Regions from separate parts of the Mus musculus genome. Here region 2 is linked to region 1. Evidence: chromatin contacts called from public HiChIP or PLAC-seq data. All regions are on one chromosome and are shown on one strand. The core of a region is the stretch at or near the end of the contact, and the rest is flanking DNA. Distances in the headings are between cores, read along the strand shown.

Evidence for each region. HiChIP or PLAC-seq counts read pairs in DNA pulled down with a chosen protein or histone mark.
Region 2: an H3K27ac HiChIP or PLAC-seq map of microglia shows a contact between it and region 1, with 3 times the contacts expected there. The contact joins two enhancer-like sites. A contact is called at or near these places in 7 of 115 datasets of contacts at active chromatin or transcription factors (SST interneurons, bone marrow-derived macrophages, double positive thymocytes and 4 more).

Annotation. Positions count from the first base shown.
Region 1 is chr2:165,945,125-165,952,470 of GRCm38.p6, reverse strand. No RefSeq gene overlaps it. Among named protein-coding and RNA genes, the nearest start is that of Platr29, 33 kb to the left of the region's middle. Within about 2 kb of position 2,515, at least 88 of the 459 cell types and tissues checked have an H3K27ac peak or open chromatin away from gene starts, as enhancers often do. A contact at or near this core is called in microglia, where this site is marked.
Region 2 is chr2:165,832,545-165,839,435 of GRCm38.p6, reverse strand. It overlaps Zmynd8 (zinc finger, MYND-type containing 8), which reads left to right. Exons shown (of 23, transcript NM_001363020.1): 7 at 537-624; 8 at 2,100-2,155; 9 at 4,469-4,546; 10 at 6,012-6,127. Among named protein-coding and RNA genes, the nearest start is that of Gm11465, 45 kb to the left of the region's middle. Within about 2 kb of position 5,380, at least 31 of the 459 cell types and tissues checked have an H3K27ac peak or open chromatin away from gene starts, as enhancers often do. A contact at or near this core is called in microglia, where this site is marked.

The sequences.
Region 1 (7,346 bases), core at 1,266-3,765:
AACCTTCAGAAGTCAGTTCTTTCCTTCCACCACATAGATCCTGGGAATTGCACTCAAGTCATCAGACTTGGCAAAAAGCTCCTTCACCCACCCATCTCTCAGGCCCCTTCTCTATGCCTTCCTAAAGGTGTTTTATATTTGTGTGTGTTGTATGTGTGCTCCTGAGTGTGCAGATGTATGCACACATGCAGAGGCCACAAGGCCTCACAGTATTTATCTTTTTTTGCAGGTGTGTGTGTGCGTGTGTGTTTCCGGTACCACACCAAGTATGTGGAGGTCAGAACAACTCTGTCTGCCTGTCTGCCTGTCTGTCTGTTTTCAAGACAGGCTTTCTCTGTGTAGCCCTGACTTTCCTGGAGCTCCATCTATAGATCAGGCTGGCTTCCAGCTCATGAAGACCCCCCTGCCTCTGCCTCCTGAGTGCTGGGATTAAAGGCATCCACTACCACTACCCGGCCAGAGGACAACTTTGTGGATCCAGCTTTCTCCTCCCACCTTTCATAGGTCCTGTGGAAGGAACCAGGCTTGTGAGGTAAGCACACTGGAAACCAGGGCTTTATATTAAACTGGGTGTGGTAGCCTTATCTGTAATTCCAGCCCTGGCAAGCTGGATGCCATAGATGTTAAGTACGGGGTCACTCTGAGCTAAGTAGTGAGTTCAAACCCAGCCCAAGTTACACGAAAATCTGTCTCAAACCAAAACCCAAAACAAACACCAAAAAAGGAATTTCAGGAGCGAAGCATGGGCTCCAAGTCTCAGAAAGTGTTGCTCACGGGTATGGCTCTCCCCTGCAGCAGCTGGGAGCCAGGCAGAGGCTGTGGTCTTCAGTGCTGTGCGTGGAACACTGCCAACCTGGCCGCAGTAGTGGGAGCTTCCGGCGCCCCGTGGCAGAAGGCTGATAGGGTGCCTGCAGACATCGTGGCTATTTCTAAAACCTGCCAGACTTTCTGCAAGAAATATGGTACCCCGCAAAAGGGCAAATGTAGTGGCTACTGGGGGCACACCAAGCCTATTTTCTGCATAAAGAGTAAACTACAAAGAAGATTTTTTTTTTTTTTTTGGTTTTTCGAGACAGGGTTTCTCTGTATAGCTCTGGCTGTCCTGGAACTCACGTTGTAGACCAGGCTGGCCTCGAACTCAGAAATCCGCCTGCCTCTACCTCCCAAGTGCTGGGATTAAAGGCGTGCGCCACCACGCCCGGCTTACAAAGAAGATTTTGCCAAAACTTCATTGTGTTGAGCTCAACTGCAGATCTAAGGCTAAGGATTCTGGCTATCATGAGATGTGCACAGTGGCTCAGTGGTTAAGAACCCTGGCTGCTCTTCCAGAGGACATGGGTTCTAGTTCCAGCCCTCACGTGTGGCAGCTCACAACTGTCTGTAACTCCAGATCCAGGAGACTCGATGCCCTTTTCTAACCTCCTAGGGCATCAGACACACATGTGGTGCACATACATACATGAAGATAAAGCATCCATACATAAGAGAAAAGCTTGGAGGAGTGTGTGTGTGTGTGTGTGTGTGTGTGAGAGAGAGAGAGAGAGAGAGAGAGAGAGAGAGAGAGAGATACAGTTCTGAACTGATTTTGTTATAAAGACAATAAAATACACACACATGGTTGTCAGCAAAAGGTCTGGGGACTCATGTGTACCTGAAATTCTCTACCTGAGGATATTCTCAGATAAGCATGGACTTTGCCAAGCACAACACGATATGGGGCCCATTCTTTTCTTTTTTTTCTCTCTCTTCTTCTTCTTCTTCTTCTTCTTCTTCTTCTTCTTCTTCTTCTTCTTCTTCTTCTTCTTCTTCTTCTTCTTCTCCTCCTCCTCCTCCTCCTCCTTCTTCTCCTTCTTCTCCTTCTCTCTCTCTCTCTCTCTCTCTCTCTCTCTCTCTCTCTCTCTCTCTCTCTCTCCAGGGTTTCTCTGTATAATCCTGGCTGTCCTGGAACTCCCTCTGTAAACCAGGCTAGCCTTGAACTCAGAGATCCACCTGCTTCTGCCTCCCTAATGCTGGCATTAGTGTGAGCTGCCACTGCCTGACTCTTATCTATCTATCTATCTATCTATCTATCTATCTATCTATCTATCTATCTATCTATCTATCTATCTATCTACCTACCTACCTACCTACCTACCTACCTATCTATCTACCTACCTACCTACCTATCTATCTATCTATCTCTCAGTCTGTTTGTGAGTGTGCATATTCCACAGGTATGTGCACCAGGTGAGTGCTTGGTGCTCACAGATGTGAAGAAAGCATCAGACACTGGAGTTACCAGGTAGTGCCACCAAGTGAACCTGGGTTTTCTGGAAGAACAAGTGCTCTCAATTGCTGAGCCATCCCACAAGCCCTATGAGGTCCTTCAGGCCAAGTGCCACCTACCTCACAAAGTCCCCTCAGCTCTTACCCTGTTGCTCTCCAGGATGCCTCTCTTTCTCACATCTGTGGTGACTTTCTCTCTTTCCCCACCTGGCTTCCTCATCTCCCCCACCAGAGCCTCTCAGGAACCTGTTTCTGCCAACCCAAGACCTCAGGCCCCCCTCAGGCTCCGCCTCTGGGCTTCCTGCTGACAGAGAGGTGGAGGGAAGTTTCTCTGATAGGAAACACGTGAGGGGCTCTCAGGGACCAGGAGTGGAGAGAAGCACAAGCCACTTCCAGTTTCTGTGGTTCCCACTTTAGGAAAGGGAAAGAAAGAAGACATGCCCCCCACCGTGTGAGGACTGGGCACTAGAGCTCAGTCATGGTGAGGTGTTAGGCAGTCTCAGCCAAAGGACAATCTAATCTAACTCTCTCTTTCTTTCTCTCTTCTTCTCTCCTCCTTCTTCTTCTTCTTCTCCTCCTCCTCCTCCTCCTCCTCCTCCTCCTCCTCCTCCTCCTTCTCCTTCTTCTTCTTCTTCTTCTTCTTCTTCTTCTTCTTCTTCTTCGAGACACTCTTATGTAGTCTAGGTTGGCTTCCAACTCTTCGTGTAGCTGAGGCTAGCCCCCAATGCTCCTCCCTGTGCCTCTCTCTCTCTCTCCTTTTTTATTTATTTATTTATTTTTTATTTTTATTTATTTATTTATTTATTTATTATATGTAAGTACACTGTAGCTGTTATCAGACACTCCAGAAGAGGGCATCAGATTTTGTTACGGATGGTTGTGAGCCACCATGTGGTTGCTGGGATTTGAACTCGGGACCTTCAGAAGAGCAGTCGGCGCTCTTAACCACTGAGCCATCTTGCCAGCCCTCTCTCCTTTTTTAAAAAAAGATTTATTTTATTTATATGAGTACACTGTCGCTGTCTTCAGACACACCAGAAGAAGGCATCAGATCCCCATTACAGATGGTTGTGAGCCACCATGTGGTTGCTGGGAATTGAACTCAGGACCTGTGGAAGAGCAGTCAGTGCTCCTAACCTCTGAGCCATCTCTCCAGCCCTCCCTGTGCTTCTCAAGTGCTGAGGTTTCAGGTCTAGTTAAGTATTAGGATTTGCATTTGCAGTCAGGTTCATTGTGCATAGCCCTGTTCACACTGCATGCTAGCTTCAAGGACTTGGTCACCATAGGACTGACACTGTGGTCAACTGAGTAAGTAAACCCACAGGTCCCTAGCCCTGCATGAACAAGCAGGTCAAGGAGACGCTCACCCAGCTGTGGCCCTCACTCCTGCTGCACAATGGCATCTGGAACTTGGAAAACTTTGCTATGGAGACTGCACACTGGAGCAGTGAAAAACCGTGTGTGTGTGTGTGTGTGTGTGTGTGTGTGTGTGTATGCGCACACTCATGCGAGCACAAGTACACACTGGATCTCTCTCTCTCTCTTTCTCTCTCCCTCCCCCCCTCCCCCCACCCCCCTCCCTTCCCCCTTCCCCTCCCCCTCCCCCCTCCCTCCCTCCCTCCCTCCCTCCCTCATTCTCTCTCTCTCTCTGACAGTGGCTGCTCTCTCTGAGCCTGGATCTTTCTCATTCACTACACTGAGGAGACAGCCAGTGAGGAGTGAGCTGGAGATTCATCTGTTTGGATCCCCACCTTCCCAAGCTGGTGTTCCATATAAGCACTACCATGCCTCCTGACTTTTACATAAGTATTAGGGATGTAGCTTGAGCCATCTTTTCAGCCCCAAAAGCTTGTGTGTGTGTATGTGTGTGTGTAAGGGTCTCACCATGCAGCCCCACTCAGCCTTGATCTCACAGAGATCTGTGAGTTCTCTGATGAGACCAGAACAAACCAGAAGGGGCTCAGTGGTGTTTAAGGAAGTGAAAGAGGCTTTGCAGTCAGGAAGAAGAGGGGCCCCCAAAAGGCTAAGGGCTATTAGGAACCACAGAATCTCTGAAAGAGAGGGGTTTATTGAACTGTTGAAAATTCTAGACAGAAAGAGGTCTGGGGCCAGCAGAGGTTCCTGCTGCTCTTTCAGTGCAATAAGTAGCAAAAGGAAATATGGCTGCCAGCCAGCATAATGGCTCTGGACGAGGGTACCAGAGCTGAAGAACCCGAGGTGGAGGACCTTTTGGAATTATTACAAGCCAACCACCCTTAAATTGGACCCTGTCTCAAGAACAAACAAAATGAATGAAGTTAGACATGGTGGTATACCCATTTCATGCCAGCTTTTGAGAGGTAGAAGCAGGAGTGTGAGGCTAGCCTGAGCTACATAAGACTGCCTCACAAAAGCCAAAAGAGGAAAAAGGAAGTTTGTCTGCTGATCCCATGTCTAAGAGCTATTTTTAAAAAGTCTGTACCAGGCGTGGTGGCGCACGCCTTTAATCCCAGCACTCGGGAGGCAGAGGCAGGTGGATTTCTGAGTTTGAGGCCAGCCTGGTCTACAAAGTGAGTTCCAAGTTCCAGGACAGCCAGGGCTACACAGAGAAACCCTGTCTTGAAAAAACAAAAACAAAAAAAAAAAGTCTGTGTTGGAGTCTGGTGAGACGATTCATCAGATGAAGACACTTGCCACCAAGCCTGGTAACCTGAGCTCAGTCCCTGGCCACCACATCGTGAAGGAGAAAACCAACACCTGAACCCCACAAATGCACTATGGGACATAGATGCCCCCACATGTACCCAAACACACACATATGCACAGGCACACAAGCACACACAAAATGAGATCTAATACTGGAGATGGGACTCAGGACTCCATGCATACTGGATGAGCATTCTAACACTAAGTTACACACCCATTTTTTTGTTTTGTTTTTGTGTTTTTGAGACAGGGTTTCTCTGTGTAGCCCTGGCTGTCCTGGAACTCACTTTGTAGACCAGGCTGACCTTGAACTCAGAAATCTGCCTGCCTCTGCCTCTGCCTCTGCCTCTGCCTCTGCCTCTGCCTCTGCCTCTGCCTCTGCCTCTGCCTCTGCCTCTGCCTCTGCCTCTGCCTCTGCCTCTGCCTCTGCCTCTGCCTCTGCCTCTGCCTCTGCCTCTGCCTCTGCCTCTGCCTCCCAAGTGCTGGGATTAAAGGCATCCCGGCTCACACACCCAGTTTTGACAAACATTTTGTTTTGTATTTATTTTGCTTTGAGACAGGATCTCCCTATGTAGCTCTGACTGGCTTGATACTGGATATGTAGCTCAGGCTAGCTTCATATTCTTAATACTGGATATGTAGCACAGGCTAGCTTCACATTCTTGAGGACTTTCCTGGCCCAACCTCCCAAATGCCAAGATTATAGGCATCCTCCACCATGTCCAGATTTTGGGTTAGTTTGGTTTGGTTTTGGTTTTTCAAGACATGGTTTCTCTGTATAGCCCTGGCTGTCCTGGAACTCACTCTATAGACCAGAGTAGCCTAGAACTCAGAGATCCACCTCCCAAGTGCTGAGATTAAGGCATGCACCACCACCACCTGGCTCATGCCCAGACTTTAAAGAACATCCCCCCACACACACACACCTTTACATTTTAATTGGGGGAAAGAAAGCATACATTTATGTTGAACCTACATAGGTGTTGGGGATGGGCTAGCATGAATCTTGGAGACCCTGAGAATGGGTTAGCCATGGCAGAAGGACTTGCTGCTTCTGGATTGGTTAAATCTGTGAGCAGGATGTCATGGCAATATGATGTCATCATGGATTTAGTGTGTGTGTAGATGTGTGTGTGTAACCATGTGGGGGGGTGTGCACGTGGAAGTCTAAGGTCATTGGCCTGTGACTTCCTCAATTACTCTTTGCCCTATTTCACATATGTGTTCATGTATTTATTTATTTACTTACTTATCTACTGTGATGGTTTGTATATGCTTAGACCAGTGGCTGGCACTTTTAGAAGGTGTGGCCCTGTTGGAGTAGAAGTGTCACTGTGGGTGTGGGCTTTAAGACCCTCATTCTAGCTGCCTGGAAGTCAATATTCTGTTAGCAGCCTTCAGATGAAGATGCAAAACTCTCAGTTCCTTTTGTACCACACCTGCTTGGATGTTGTCATGTTCCCATCTTGATGGTAATGGACTGAACCTCTGAACCTGTAAGCCAACCCCAAATAAATGTTGTCTTTATAAGAGTTGCCTTGGTCATGGTGTCTGTTCACAGCAGTAAAATCCTAAGACATTTTTTGTTTGTTTGTTCTGTTTTTTTGTTTTTCGAGACAGGGTTTCGCTGTATAGCCCTGGCTGTCCTGGAACTCACTCTGTAGACCAGGCTGGCCTCAAACTCAGAAATCTGCCTGCCTCTGCCTCCCAAGTGCTGAGATTAAAGGCGTGCGCCATCACTGCCTGGCACCCTAAGACATTTACTTAATCTGTATGAGTGTTTTTTCTTCGTGTATGTCTGTTTACCTCTTGCGTGCCTGGTGGCCTCAGATGTCAGAAGAGAGCATTAGATCCCCTGGAACTGAAGTCACAGATGGTTGTGAGCTGCCCTGTAAGAGCAGAAAACTGAGCCAAGGTTCTCTGCAAGAGCCGCGAGGGAGCTCATAGCCATTGTGCCATCCCTCCAGCCCTTCCCCTTTATTTTTGGAGACACAGTCTCTTGCTGAGCCTAGAGGTCATTGATTGGCTAGACTGGTTGGCCAAAAAGCCCCAGAGATTCTCTTATTTCTGTTACCCAGGACACTTAGCTTTTTAGAGGGGTGCCAGGGATTAGAACTCACATCCCCAAGCTTAGACAGTGAGTGCTTTACCAACTGAAGTGACCTCCTGGTTTTGAGACTTGATACAGGCTGGTCTAGAACTCATGATCTTCCTGGCTCAGCGTCCCAGGTACCAGGATCACAGACAGGCATGTGCCACTCACTACTCTGAGTCCAGGAGTGTGAGGCTGACTTTTGCTGGATTAGGCCATTAGTTAAGTGACTTCCCTCATTTATCTTTTCTCTCCTCCACCCCCCTGTCCCTCCTCATAGTTAAATTTAGAACAAGCCAGAGAG
Region 2 (6,891 bases), core at 4,131-6,630, 120 kb after region 1:
CTCCATAAAGAGGGGACACAATGGCATAATGTCTGCATTGCTAACCCCCACCCCCATCCCCCACCCCCCACCTCCCACCCCAAAAGCAGTAGATCACATCGACTTTGGAAAATTGCCCAGACTTTTTGATATGCAGGAAATAGAAGGCATTAAATAAACAGCGGGGCAGGATCCTAGCTTCAGGCTGGGGAAGGAGGGGGTGTCTTCACAGTCTCCCACCTCAGTTTCTCCTGTCAAACCTCACTGGCTTTTGTGAGGTACGTGTGATATCCCACTGTACGAGATGGTGCCCTTGATTGGATGAGGTTGCTGAATGGATGACAGCGTTTTCAAAATGAGAATGCTCAAATCCCTGTGATGACTCTGGGCGCCTTTTATAGGGCTATAGATCTTGAACCTAATAGCATCCTGGGAGACGAGTCCGAGAGCGCCGATTAATTCGGCAGATGGCTATGAAAGGCGCGGGGACCCAGGTGTTAGCACTGCCGCCTGTATAGACTTCGACGGTCATAATGTTCTCTGGCTTCTCCTCCCAGAATGCAAAAAAGAAGATGTACGGCTGCACAGAAGCCTTCCTGGCCGATGCCAAGTGGATCCTGCACAACTGCATTATTTATAATGGGGGTGAGTGGCCCGGAGGTTCCCAAGGCGGAGGGTGTGCCGCTAGCCCGGCCATCTCCTGCCTTTTGCTAAGATGCAGGTTTGATGGGTCCTGCCATGGCAGCACCTGCCGCTCTTCCAGACAATACGGGATTGGTTTCCCAGGACCCATGTTGGGCCTTTCAGAACTGCCTGTAACTCCAAGATTCCCTGGGGCTGATCCAGCTCTTCTGTCCTCTGCCGCTTCATTTCGTCTCTCCCGTACATATAGTTGAAAAGAGCCTTAATAATAAAATCAGGCTTAGGTGGCTGGGAAGAGCTGAGTTGCCCTTAACCAAGCCTGTGTAAAAAACCTAGGAGTCACGGCACCCGTCTGTCACCCCAGACAATGTAGAGGCAGGGAAGTGTCCAATGCTCTTGGATGAGTGAGCTGCAGGCTCTGCCGAAAAACACTTAGAGAGTGAACTGAGGGGACACACCTGATGGAGAGTTGTTTATTACGTCATACAAATGGAAATGGGCTCAGGTGGAGGAACACAACACTTAACTCCAGCCAGGATGGCCAGTGTGGTGTGGGCTGGATGGAGGATGGGAGATCCCTGCAGGTCTGCGGAGGCCACCGTTAAAGGCCCCTTCCTGTGCATTGTTTGTTTACTTGCCATGGCAATGTGTTATGTGTAGGTATGGATACATGCATACTCAATGAGTGCACATTCCTGTATGTGCCTGCCAGGGGAGGGGGCATGCACCTGTGTGTGTGTGCACACGCCTGTATGTGTGTGTGAGGCTTGAGGTCAACCTCAGAAACCCTCCACCTTGGTCTCTGGTTGTCTTGTGGGACCGTGTCGCTCAGGCTTGGAGCTGGCCTGTTAGGCTAGAGTGACTGGCCATTGAGTCCTTAGCCTTTCAAGGCTAGCACTATACTGATGAGACCATCTCCTCAGCCCAACAAATTGACAGCTTCTGAAAATGGCTATCAGGATCAGATAGACCATAGCCCTTTGGCCATCCTGATCTCTCTGCATTGGTGCAGGGGAGAGAGGCTCGGCGTCACATCTTTGCCTGATGCCCAGCTCGTTAGCTAAGAGTTCTGGTAGAGGCAGGGACTCTGGATTTTGACTCAATAGTCATTAAGTAAATGAGAACCATCTCACCTGTTTTTCTATAGTTTCAGGTGGAATCTTAGGGAGGCACCAGCCATCCTTCCTGGCCATGGTGTACTGAAATTACAGGGTTAAGTAAAGGCTTTCTGCTAATTCTAGCCTTTAGAATGTCAGAGTACTTGAGGTAATTTATCTACGGAATTCCACACCAGCTACTCAGTTGCAAGATGCTGGCAAAGCTTGGTCCTTGATAGATAAGTTTCAGCCTTTAAATGGTGAATCTTACGGGGAGGGGAACAAATTAAAATATCGCTAATGTGAGTGTGTAACCCTGAGGCAGGCTGTTTCCTGGTTACTGGTTGCCTGTGAAGTAATCCTCTTTTCTTATTCCCTTAGGAAATCACAAGTTGACGCAAATAGCAAAAGTCGTCATCAAAATCTGTGAGCACGAGGTACGCGGTTTGGGGGCTCTCCTAGAGGCAGGGCACCCCAGTGGGTGGCTGCAGTGACTTTTGTGTGCACTGTATCATGCATGGCATCATGTCTCTTCAAGCAACATCAGAGCAGGAAAGAGGGAACCCCAGTGTTACAGGAGGAGCCCCTTAGTTCAGCAGTGAAGATGGGAATAATCTTTAGGAAATTGTGCAGGGAATCCAGTCTTTGTCAGTTTGTCTGGTGTGACCTTGGCGTCTACAGTTGGGATTGAGTTAGGTAGCCGATGACATCATTCACAAAGGAAGGCTCCAGCCCTTCCTCCTTTTTCCTCTTTCCCTCCCTCCCTCCCTCCCTCCCTCCCTCCCTCCCTCCCTCCCTCCCTCCCTTCTTTCTTTCTTTCTTTCTTTCTTTCTTTCTTTCAATGGGGTCTCATTATACATCCTGACTAGCCTTGAACTTGCTGCATAGGTTGGGCTGGCCTCTGCCTCTGTAGTGCCGGGAGTAGAGGTGTAACCACTATGCCACCATTCCTGCCACATTGCTCGGCCGTGGTGGGTTTCCACCCCCCCTCATCTAACTTGATTGTGTGGTTCTCAGGCATGAAATTCCCAGATAACAGCATGTCAATGATGTCAAGAGATGGGGCCTTTCTACTAGTTGGTGGCAATTTTCTGACTGCTTCCAGGATAGCTATGTCAGTGTGGACACCTACCTGGGTGCAAGTGTGTGAAACTGTGTGTTCTTTCAGCACAGGAAGGGCCTATCTTTGTAAAAGATTCATTCACTCATTCATTTACTCGCTCATTCATTCATTCCTTCATTCCTTCATTGTGTTTATGGGTACCTTTGTATTTATGTCCATCATGAGTATCCAGATGCCTGAAGGGACCAGAGGCCATGCTCTTAGAAATGGAGTTACCTGTGCTTTCAAGCTTCCTGAGGTGGGTGCTGGGAACTGAACCCATGTTGTCTGCAAGAACATCAGGTGCCTTTAACCTCTGAGCCACCTCTCCAGCCCATCTATGTAAATTTAAAAAGTATACGTCTGTGTGTATTTCCTGCAGGTGATCAGCAGACAGTAACATTTCACTGTCCTTTCTGGTTGTATTGCGTTGGCAGCAAGCCTTGACGCACCCCTCACTCTTATCCTTTGGAAGGAGGGGTACAGTGCTCCCTCCCACTTCAGTCCCTAGTTACACTAGCTCAGGCGGACGGATGTGGGCTGAGGAATGACGATGTAGCAGATCACCTGCTACATACATGGGCCCTGCATGGCATCAGGAGGCAAGGAGCAATGTGAGAGCGCCAATACCGGGAAAATAATAGCTGCTAAGTATGTTGAGGAGACACAGGCTTTAGAGATCCACTGCCCGGGTTCAATTCCCTGCCCTACCTCTCTCTGCCACAGGGGACCCTCAGTAGGATATTTGAATTTTTAGGGCTTCATCCCTTTCTGCAGTTAAAATGAGATGATCGTGGTCTGACCTTGTCCCACTGTGAGAAGTAAATAGACACTCAGGCGTGGAAGACGTAGGCTTGGTTGTGTTAAGGTGTCGTGACCGTAGATACCACAGGATATCTCAGTAGGGCTCAGTCTGTGGAGTTAGCTGCTGTGTGGATTCTGTGTGTGTGGTGCATCATCCTGGACCACCTATGAAGTGGTGCAGGCCCAGAGTCATGTGCGGCTTGTTTTCTGAAGCCTCTGGGCTTGTCCGGGGTAAACTTTGACTTTAGGTGAGACCATTGGTGGGTTCTAAGCTGTGCTGTCCACCTGTTTGAATATCATCTTAAAGGTGGGCAGGACAGCCATGGTGTGGCTGATGTCCTGGTTGTTATTAGTCAGTCAGCAAACTGAGTGTGTACTGTTGTGAACCTATGGTCTCAGCACTTGGGAGGCGGAGGCAGGAGACTCTCTTGGTCACTTTGAGGCCAGCCTGAGCTACCTGGCAAGATTCTGCCGCTCTCTGCCTGCCCTGTAATACAAAAGAAGAACTAGCCGGGCGTGGTGGTGCACGCCTTTAATCCCAGCACTCGGGAGGCAGAGGCAGGTGGATTTCTGAGTTCGAGGCCAGCCTGGTCTACAAAGTGAGTTCTAGGACAGCCAGAGCTATACAGAGAAACCCTGTCTTGAAAAACCAAAAACCAAAAAAACAGAAGAAGAACTAAAAGAAGAAAATCTGATCTTGAAATGAAAGTCCAAGCACGGAAAGGGGTCGGGGATTTAGTAGGGCTTCCAGATGGGGGACCCCCGGGAGCCCCACACTCTTAGTAGGGCTTCCAGATGGGAGGCCCCGGGGACCCCACACTCTAATGTATCTTTCTCTTTACAGATGAATGAAATCGAAGTCTGTCCAGAATGTTATCTTGCAGCTTGCCAAAAACGAGACAACTGGTTCTGTGAGCCCTGTGTAAGTTGGATCCCGTTCTTTGGTTTCACTTTTGGAAACTCTGGTGCCTTTGGTGGCTACACCGAGATGACCCTCTCCGGGGACTTACGAGACGAGACTGGGAAGCTCTAATGGAAGTTGTTCTGAAAAAGTCAGGGCGGAGGGGAACTGAGCAGGCTTTGGCGGCCTCTTGGGCGGAACCGTTTTGTTCCAGAATTAAGTGTCCTGGTAACTGGGTTGACTGTCGAGGGGGACTGTGACAATTGGGGTGCAGACCATAGGATGTGTCAGAACCGCAGCTGCAGCTTGCTGTGTCATTTGAAATAAAGTCTGGTTAGTTCCTGTTTTAAGACCCTAGATACACATCCCTGGGGGACTGTCTGTCTCTCCAGAGAGATCGTTGGTTTATGGAAGTGCAAAGCTATGTGGTAAACTCTTCTTCGACAGTGTTGGGCGTTGACCAAATCCAGTACGTTTTAAGCAATGGTTTCCAGCCTTCCCAATGCTGTGAGCCTTTGGTACAGTTCCTTTAGCCGTAAAAACGTTTTGCTGCTATCTCCTAACTGTAATTTTGCTGCCGTTATGGATCATAGAGTAAAATTATATTTTCCATTGACCTTAGGGGAGCCGAGACCCACAGGTTGAGAACCACTGGTCTCCAGAGTTGGGCATGGTGAGGTGGAGAGAGCGGTGGCGTGGAGGGTTCGAACAGGCAAGACCGGCTAAGTAAAGGATGGCTCAGGCCTCTCCTTGCCTCTGGAGATAAACACCAGTGGAGCTAAAGCTTGGGGGAGCCCCAGCACACAGTATGGCTCCTGCAGCTTCTTACTTTTGTGTAACTCCACATTTTGTACAAACTTAGCACAGAGTAGGTGGTGACTGTTTCTGCGGTGCCTAAGGAGGTGGACTTTTTGGGTCAGCCAGGACCCAAGCCTTATTCACTCTTTTAGCTTTCAGCTTCGCGCAGGCGCTGTTCAGGCTACACGCCTGCCGGGGGTCCCCTTGCTTGCCTGGCTCATGTCCTATTTTGCTTTCTAATTACTGTGATAAACACCCAGGCCTGCAGCAGCTTGGGGAGGCATGGGTAAATTTCATCTTCTAGCTTATATAGTCCTTTATCCAGGGAACTTAAGACAGGACCTGGAGGAGATCGGCTCACTCCGCCTTGCTTCTCAGGGCCTGCATAGCTTGCTTTGTAAATACACCCAGGACCACCTGCCCAGCAGCGGCTTGGACCCGCCCACAACAGATGTCAATCAAGGAAACGCCCTCCAGCTCTGTCTACAGGCCTGTCCGACGGAGGCTGTTTCTTACTTGAGGTTCCCTCTTCCCAGATGACTCTGCTTGTGCCAGGTTGACGGAAGCCTAATTAATCAGCACAGGGCTGTGCCCTCCCTGCCTCCCTGCGTTCAGGTTACCTTTCAGACTTGAATGTGTGTCTTGCTGCCAAATATAACGCCAACCCTGCCTTTTGTTGTTCTTCTAGAGCAATCCGCACCCTTTGGTCTGGGCAAAACTGAAAGGATTTCCATTCTGGCCAGCGAAAGCTCTGAGGGACAAAGACGGGCAGGTTGACGCCCGTTTCTTTGGACAACATGACAGGTGGGAGCTTAAAACAGGCTGTGCGTGGAACTTTGGAGAATGCCATCACAGAGTGAAGGTGGCGGAGGGGTACTGTGTTGTTCTTAAAAGCGAACTCTACCTTTATTTATTTATTTATTATATGTAAGTACGCTGTAGCTGTCTTCAGCCACTCCAGAAGAGAGCATCAGGTTTCATTACGGGTGGTGGTGAGCCACCATGTGGTCGCTGGGATTTGAACTCAGGACCTTTGGAAGAGCAGTCAGCGCTCTTAACCACTGAGCCATCTCACCAGCCCGAACTCTACCTTTTATCACTAGTGACTACGGCTATTGTTTTTATATATTGTCTTAGCAGCCTGTGACCTTGTTATTGCAAAATGTTTTCTGGTTGTCTGCCAAGCTTGGTGAGGGGGGGCTTCGTCCAGGTGTTTTGGAGGGTTAGCTTCAGGCGTGTTGGGAAAGAACCTCGCCTCCCTGGTTCTCTTGGTTGGATCTGGCTTCAGAAGGAGTTCCGTGGCTCTGTGGCCTGCTGTTTGATGTAGACTTATTTATCCCTTCTGTCTTCCTGGAGTAAATGAACACCTCTGTGCAAACCGCTTTTAAAAGTAATGCTTTCAGGACCCTGAGGTCGTTTCCCAGTTTGCCACTAAACGAAGCTCCTAGCATAAGATGGAGTACCTCCCCTCCTCATCCGCCTTCCTGTGTATCTAAACTGGGAAGTGACAGAGGGGATGATGTTTTGACAGACTCAAACCCTCCCTCCCAGCCTCCCCAGCCTCCCCT